Linked DNA regions of Drosophila melanogaster: region 1 is linked to region 2. Evidence: chromatin contacts called from public Hi-C data. All regions are on one chromosome and are shown on one strand. The core of a region is the stretch at or near the end of the contact, and the rest is flanking DNA. Distances in the headings are between cores, read along the strand shown.

Region 1 (4,174 bases), core at 545-3,044, 100 kb after region 2:
AGAATCCTGGAGGAGGACATGGAGCTCTCGGGCTACTCGCTTAATGCAGGGGTAAGTTAAAGCTTAGTTTTCGATCACTCTCACTTTTATTTCCAAGCTTTTGGAATTTACTATTTTATATTTTATTTTTGGAAATAAATATTAGTTTCTCCTATCAATAATTTGTTTCCGATCTTTAGACTGTGGTGCTATGTCAGAATATGATAGCCTGCCACAAGGATAGCAACTTCCAAGGGGCCAAGCAGTTTACCCCAGAGCGTTGGATTGATCCTGCCACGGAGAATTTCACGGTGAACGTGGATAATGCCAGTATTGTGGTGCCCTTCGGCGTGGGTCGAAGATCGTGTCCAGGAAAGCGTTTTGTGGAAATGGAGGTGGTGCTGCTGCTAGCTAAGGTGAGTATAATCCATAAGCCCCAGGGATCGTATTTCTAGGATCACTGACTAAAACAACCAAATTTATCTTTATCAGATGGTCCTAGCCTTTGATGTGAGCTTTGTGAAGCCACTGGAAACGGAGTTCGAGTTCCTGCTGGCACCCAAAACTCCACTCAGTCTAAGACTCAGCGATCGGGTTTTCTGATAATGGGTGCTTTAGAAAACTGATCCGAAAAACAGTGCCTACCCTCAGGCGTTTTGTATCAAATACAACTAAAATAGCTAAGAACTGAACCATTAAGTAAAATTAATGTAAAATATGCTTAGGTTTCTACACATATCTGTATACATATATATGTATATCCTTTATCCCTGATGAGCCAGCATCAGCAGCCTAGTCCTGTGAAGCAATCAAAAAAGAGCTAAACCAATTAAAATAAATTAACAAATTTATGCTGACTGGATGTAAAGTAGATTAGAATGTATATACAAACGTCATGTTTTGTTGTAATTACTTCTTAAATTTATTTTTAGTCGTAGCAAATAACTAGCAGCAATTGTTTTTGAGAGTTCTGTAAACGGAAAGACTGTGTTTAAGTTTTGTTTTTCACGATTTTAACAGTTTTACATATTTTCTGTACATAGTTTCGCAAAAATTTGTCACTCTAATTATGTACAGTTTAACTTTAATTGTATTTATTCAAGTGTTTTTACTGCCTTTGTCTTTATTTCATCTCTACATCTGTGAATATATTTGTTAAAAGAAAACAATAATTAAAGAAAATTAATTACATTAAACAGAAATCAAATGATAAATGTTATAATATAAATTATTGAGTTTCATTTAATAGTTATTTTCTGAGACCCATTATAGCACAGGAGGTTAGCTTTCTCGCCTTTTTATTTTAAAAATGCATTTTTCATCATACAATGGTGAGACTTATTTAGACCTATGTTTTATTGTAGTTATTTTTGTTTTCTTTGGCAAATACTAAACACACACTAAATGACCCTAAATATCTTTATTTTTTTTTTTAAATTTGTATGGTACCGATTTTAGGTTTCGGTTGACGTCTTTACTATTATAGCAGGGAAATTTCATAAAAGCTTTCAACAGTCGCTTCCCACTAAGCTGGGCTTTGTTTTTAAAATGTTTTTTTTTAAACCAACGACACAATTTTACTTCAAAATTTAATAGAGCATTTAAGTTTCAAACAAAACTCGAGATTAAATTGTTTGCATACATGGCGTGCATGTGCTAATTTTTAAGCCGCCATAATATGACTTAATATTTGTTCAGCAAGCGTTGACACACGTCTTGGGAATAATTCTCATTGGGAAATATTCTCTTATTTTTGGGCTGTGGCTCAATAGCTCGTTTGGCGGGCTTTGGATTCGGTTTTGGGTTCAGGTTACAACAGTTGTCGTTGGCGTGTCGTCGGTTTCAGAGGTTTTTTGAAAGACGGTTTTTAAAAAACCAATTTCCGCTCTGAGTCGCAGTTTAAACTGAACTACTGAAACTATTTAACGCGCGTGAAAGAATTCATTGATTTATCTGTGTATTTAGTGTGAGATATAACTTAACAGCTAACCCAAATCATTTGGCTGCACTTGTGTACCGCACCTATCTGCAACTCAACGAAAATTTGAAAAATGTAATATAATAACCCAAAAATGAAATTCTGAGTAAAAACTAAAACTAGTTTGTCGTTTGCTCGGCAGTTACTAATGTTTAAACAAGTTGAAAATGCACTAAACAAGAAAACGTAAAATTTGTTCAGCTTCCGTTGAAGTTTTGATTCTCCCCCAAAGATCTTCTCATACGAATGGAGTCTGTGAGATCGGAGGGCCCCACCCAGAGCTAATTGTACAGTAAACAAGCACAGATACAACAATAACTACATCAGCAAGACGATCGCAGTAGTTTGTTGTTATTGTTAGACATGCTAATTTTGCACAATCTACACACAACACTACACTGGCTAACACAAATTAGTTTGTTTAATGTGACTCACTGACAATTTTCTCACCATCAATGCGGCCCCTTCCCTTTGATGCAGCTTTAATTAGGTGACAAATACTGGGGTTTATAAAGCGAAAAAACAGATATCTTACGTTGGCGTAAAAAAACAATTAGGTAGTGCTCAACTAAAGTATACGAATTCTTGGAGCACTTACGAGCAGTTATTAAGTTAATGAGCTTTTTAATTTCTTTACCGTTCTTGAAAACACATTAAATATTTGAACGCTGTTAGTTCAAAATCTGTCAATATGTAAACAATATGGCAAAAACTCTGAACCCAGTTGTTGTTTATATTAGCACTCAATTACACGTTCCCTTTTGCTAACTGAACCCTTTCGATTCAATACCAATATCATTTATGGGCACTGACCTTCAATGACAGGCCCGACACGAAACAATAACAGTGACAGTAACGCCAGTACACTCATGGTAAATCCCGACGAGCCTTGGCCAATTGCTTTGGCATTGAATTTACCAACAACCCCTAAGGGAGTCGCCTAGAAAACTCCCCCAAGCACCAACCACCCTCGTAAGCCCACATCGCAAAATGTTGCATGTTTTAGCCCCAAACCAAATGTTTCCCCATACCAAACGTGGTGTGGGTCTCAATGGGGTCAAAGGCAAGTGCAGTAGCAATAGATATTGTAGGAATATCTAAATAATTTGCAAAAATGCCGCCATGAACATTGCTTTTCAAGTTGTAAGGCTTCAAAATTCCCATTCATAAGATTTATGGCTTGCCATTACTTTTTGTTTACAACAGTATTAAGTAAAGTGATAACAAAAATATTGTCAACAAAACGTAAGGATATTACTCTCTAAAACCATAAAATAAAATAAATACAAAATTTTACATTATAGATTTTTTTTAAACGCTTTCTGATTGATTGAGGACACATCTTAGTTTAATTAAAAAAAAAATAATTGGTTATATGTAAAAGTTAAACGCGAAAATGATTCCTCTTGGTACAATATATACATACCCTCTATGGGTATTGACCGTGTTTGGAAAATGCAGCTGGAAAATCGCGAACTGCCCTTCGCGGGCAGTAAAAACTATGGCGATGACCAAGTACAGTAGGCGCCTTTTGCATATATGTATTTGTGTTTCAGGTGGTTCTGCCCTCTCACTCCCCCATCGTCCGTCCCTGTCGCTCTCGCCTGCAACCAGTTTGCAGTTGTGCATATCAATGCAAGTGATGGGTGAGGGTTAAGACACGCGCGGGGGGCAAAAAAGGGGGCGGTAAGCAAACAAGTTTTGTTGCATTTTTCAATTGCCCAAGACTGCGATTGAAAGCTGAGAAATACAGATAGTACAGATGATGTAGCTCTTTGGATCTCTGGTTGTCCGGAAATGAGAGATATAAACCCAAGTTAAGATGGGAATGGCTTAAACAAATTCTTTGGATAGAATCGAAGAACCAAAACAAAAACGGAGAATCGAGTCATTGACCCAAAACTCAGACCAGTTATAGGGCTGCTTAGTGTGAAACAGTCCCTTTTGAGCCTGAAAGCGAAACGAGGTTAATTCACAGTGCTGGCCACTAAATTATGCCTACCTTTCGAGAGAAAATATCCCCTTTAAAATACGCAGGTGTGGCAGGTAGTCGAACTCTTAGATCCTCTCTTTAAGCCAAATGCTCTTTTTTCTAAAACAAGTTTTCTTAGCCAATACGTTTTGTTTACCTTTTTTTCAGCTTCGTGGCTTGTTGCGTGTGTTTTGTTTGGTTTCTGCTTTTTGGGCTTTCTTCTAAGCGCCGCCAAAGAAAACTTG
Region 2 (4,430 bases), core at 1,791-4,290:
ACATCGTCTAAAGGTAACAATTTATATAATGAAACTGATTTCAAATTTGTGATGTTCGTTGACGCGGGGGAACTGACTTGACTCGTTTGCCATCGCGGTCCATTTCTCGTTCCTGCTCCCGACATTGGTAATTACCGGGCACCGGCCAAAACAACAGTTATAGCCACGAAAAAAAAGTAAAAAAAAAAACAAAACAGATAAGTAAGGATGGGCGCAGAAGTCCGAAATAAACAAAACCAACATAAGTGGAAAGCCTTAGGCTTCCGGGTGTAGAAAAAAGAATGCCCTGAAGGAAAATGACTAAGAAAATGCATTAAATTGGTTTCGTTTAACTCTTCAAAATTGGTATCAAGAACATTTAGCAAGCTTGCCTTAAGCACTTGGAGTATTTGATAAATCCCTTTTATTGATTTTTCTATAGTAATCTTTGTTGAAAAGTTATTTTCGGATATATATGGCAGAAAGAAGAACAGGAAATCATTAAGTTGAATGATTCGATAACTCCTAATCAAATTATGGCCACGCAATTTTGATTATATTTAAACCATGTAAAACAGCAAGAAAAAAGATCAGAAAACATTAAACATTTTAAAGTCAAGCCAATTCGGGCAATGAAACCTATTCTCCTTAAAAAGGGTATACAACTTTATGTTCATGAACGAGAACGGTAGCGGTAAAAATACAGTAAATTGAAACAAGTTTCAGAACTGAACCGACCAGTGTCGTGGTTATTGGTCACCTGTCCACCGGGCAAGAGCTCCATCGAATACTTTTCGATTACTCTCCCCCAAAAAATGTACACGTTGGCGGACGAGGGGCTTCTTTTTTTCAGGAATGGGGAGGAGCGAAGGAGTTGCTTCATGATTCGGCAACTTTCTTGCAACCTCTGCAACTAGTGGAGAGAAAAACCCGTCGCTAAATCATCTGTTCGGAGCCGCAAAAAAAAAAAAACTAAAATAAAACCCACCTGACTGCCTGACTTTGTGTGGGAGTCTGTGGTGCAAGATTTTTGCGGTGGCTTTGAAAATTGTTTGGAATTTTCCCCCCACCGTTTTGCAACACGTTGATTCCTTCTTTTTGTTTGATAAAAAGAAAGTTGACATAAATTGTTTTGTACGGTTTCTTACATTTTTTTTTGTTTTGCACATTTGAGGTAAGAAAAAAAGAGATTTGCGGTTGCCTTTTTTTGGTGGCGCACAGGAAGGAAACAAGCAAGCTTGAATCGAGTTTTTGGCAAGTTTGTTGTGGGATCTTTTGGTTTTTAGTTTTCTTTTCATTTATTTTGGTGTTGCATTTTGAAAGTTCGTGAAACAAGTTAATCGCCTCCGTCTTTGTCTTGATTTTATGGTTAGTTCAGATGCGGTTAGTTTCGAGTGACAAGGGAGTGATAAGTGGGTTGGCAGTTGATTAAGGTATTTGTCGGACTTATATAATGTTAAAGTAGTAGTTTGGTGACTAAATTTGATAATTTACTGCCCAGGCCTTGGTATAGTTGTCTTACCGTAAACATTAAATAAAATTTAATGTGAATGGAACGTTTATGCCATTTATTTGAACCATTGTAACAAAAACACTCGGACAACTTTTTTTATTACGAAATAAAGTTTAATTTTGTCCTATTATTAATCGATCTGCCCTCTTTTATAATAGGCTAATGCCCTTTAATTCTATATTTAATTGAGGTTTCTCACACAAGTATGTTTCCATTTAAATCCATTGAAATCATTTTTCTCATCATTCTCAAAAATGAATTATCGCATTAAAAATCTCATTTTAAATTTCTTATCGGCTTACCCCACGCAAGTCAATTGTTATGATATTGCTACTTTCCCTGCCAAGTAGTTCCCATATTAAGCATAATAACCTTTACTTAAAGGCACTTCCCATTTCCCCCTGATTCGATTTCATTAACAAATTTGCCCGGTGTGCTTGGAAAAATATGCTTTAAATGCATTTAATTAAAAACATTTATGCAAATTGCAAGCGGTGGCCATTATAAAAGCAACAAAAACTGAGTGCAACGTTGAACAATGAATGCAGTGCGGGCTTCCCCTCCTTCCCGGTTTTCAGCAGAGTTTCACACCATTTGCTATGCGACTGACCGCAGTTTTCCCGCCCCGTGGCTTTCCCCCCGCTTTTCCAACCCATCCCCTGGCTACTCTTTCTTGCTCATTATCTTCGCTGGGGCAAATTATGGGAAACTAGCGCAACAGTTTTTTTTTTCGCCCCACCTTCCCCTTTGGAAAAAAGTCAATGCTTATGCTAATTTCTTTTGCTACGGAACTTCCTTTGTCCCCCGATTTCCTACCCACCACCTCACCCCATTTCGAATGCATTTTAATTGCACTTTTTCCTGCCGCTCTGCAAGAAACTAATAACTGGCAATTTATTAAAATGTTTTGCGGTTTAGCAGCAAAGTGCCGCGTTGATGCAGCGAAAACTCGTGTCTTGTACAATTTTGGACATTTGTTTTAACTCCATAAAAAATTGTGAAAAAAAACTGAAAAAATATGGAAAGGAAGCGCTAACTAAATGGCAGGAGAACAAGCCATAAAATGGATTTTTGCTATGCCAAATGCGTTAAGCGAGGCGTGAAAATTTCTCTACCCAACTCGCTGGCGATTTATGTGAGAATTATGTTAAATTAGCCAGCGAAGCGTGCGGTGCGACGATTCCCCTTCTCGAAACCCTCTTCATTTCAAGGCAGACTAACAAATCTGATAAATTCATCAAAACCAACAAAAACTCTAAGAAATTTGAAGGCAAACAACATGGCTTCAAGTGGAGTAAGTAACTAGTTCATTTTCTGGGAAACTAATTTGAAAAGGTGGTTTTAAAGACAATGGCATTACCTTAACCAATTTTCGTTTTGTATTAGTTAACTGTAATCGCTTGGATTATATAATGTAACTATACATACATACCTAATTTGCAACAATATAATTAAGGATTATGAAAACAAAATAATAACAATCTCAACAGAAATATTGCTTGGTTTGCTTGATAGTTTAGTCACAATGTCGTTTCAAATCAAACTTATTTCAAAGCGATATTTTTCGAACTTTCAAAAATTGTTAAAGAGAAATATCCTGTTAAGAGATGAGCCAAAAGGTAGTGCCCTGCGATGAATCGGATCCGAAGCGAGCAAGCAGATCAATCACGAAGGACGAAGATGTCAGATGTACTTTAGATGGCCTCCTCTTGCAAATGATACAATTAATAGAAGACCTTGAGCTGCTGCACTCGCAAGTCAACAAGGAGTCGTGTAGAGCTCAATTAGTCCTGGCTAGAGTTAGACTGCATCAGGGTTTTGAACGAATTCCAGCAGAGGCCCAATTGCCAAGGGGACGACCCTACAAGGCTCTTACTCGCGTCGTAGAGAATGATAACTACTGGGGAAAGGTTTTCAAGATGATCCGACTTCCTGTTAACCCGATCCTAGGATATCTCCTACCCGTAAGGAATATATTCGGCTGTTTGGTGTCAGACAATTTGCGAATCGCGAATCGGCATTGGGATAACTGTCTGGATCTGGTAGTTGAGTGTGCCAATGTCCAAAGAAAACTTCAATCGACTATCAACTCTATAGAGAATCTGCGAAACCTTCTTAATCAAAGGCAATGTCCTCAGATGTCAAATGATAAATTAAAAGTAATACTAAAATAAACTAAACAAAACACTTGATTAAATTAACCAGCATATGTGGGTTCAATAATGTGCAGAACTGGCGTTTCCCCTTTTACTTTAGATACAAGAACATAACATTTCTGTATTGCTGACCAAAAAATAAGTTATATCTTACCACATCTTTAGTTTCACTCTATTCCCTACCACAAATAATTTTAACCTGAAATGGTAAGTCTCACATAAATGTTGATATATGTAAATCAGCTAAGCAGTGCCATTTTCATGAATATTACTACACAACTCTTTTCTGATGGCACGTTTTTAATTAAGATAAATTGCGCTGTTCCCTGAACTCCACACATATGTATGTACATATTTCCCCTTGCCTTGCCCGTCGAGTTTCTTCTCGATAACCCTTGCAATGCCTGGCATCAATTATAGTCTAGTTAAAAATAAAATCAAATGCCAGGGCAGCCAGCATTGACAAGATTGTCGATTCGGTGGCTAGCCTGCCACCGCCGCCCCTTCTGGGTGCCCCGCCCCCTTTTTGTTTTCAAGTCGTGGTGGCGGCAATTATGCGGCATTTTCTTTGGCCCCTAGCCACAAACGAGTTTCTTTCCGCGGAGAGATATCTTTGTTTTGCCGTATTTCTGCGACATGCAGCGGCAACTACAACAAAATACCAGAAATAACTTGAAAATCCATTAAACAACTGTCGGCCACAAGTCGGCCTGCCCGGCCAAAAGGGATAAAGATAAAGGTTTTGTCAACTCCGCGATTCGCAGGACGGTTGTGGAGCCTTG

What was found. A called contact is a pair of places that touch in the nucleus more often than the background predicts.
Region 1: a Hi-C map of the Kc167 cell line shows a contact between it and region 2, with 1.6 times the contacts expected there. A contact is called at or near these places in 10 of 107 Hi-C or Micro-C datasets (the Kc167 cell line, the OSC cell line, cellular blastoderm embryo and 5 more).

What each region holds. Positions count from the first base shown.
Region 1 is chr3L:14,621,002-14,625,175 of dm6, forward strand. It overlaps CG9628, which reads left to right and starts at 1,795. Exons shown (of 5, transcript NM_168590.3): 1 at 1,795-1,906. shd (shade) reads left to right here. Exons shown (of 7, transcript NM_206352.2): 5 at 1-51; 6 at 180-395; 7 at 472-1,204. The coding sequence ends at 582.
Region 2 is chr3L:14,514,785-14,519,214 of dm6, forward strand. It overlaps CG9592, which reads left to right and starts at 3,041. Exons shown (of 1, transcript NM_140449.4): 1 at 3,041-3,691. The coding sequence starts at 3,208. The coding sequence ends at 3,666. The region is part of intron 2 of bbg (big bang); the gene reads right to left.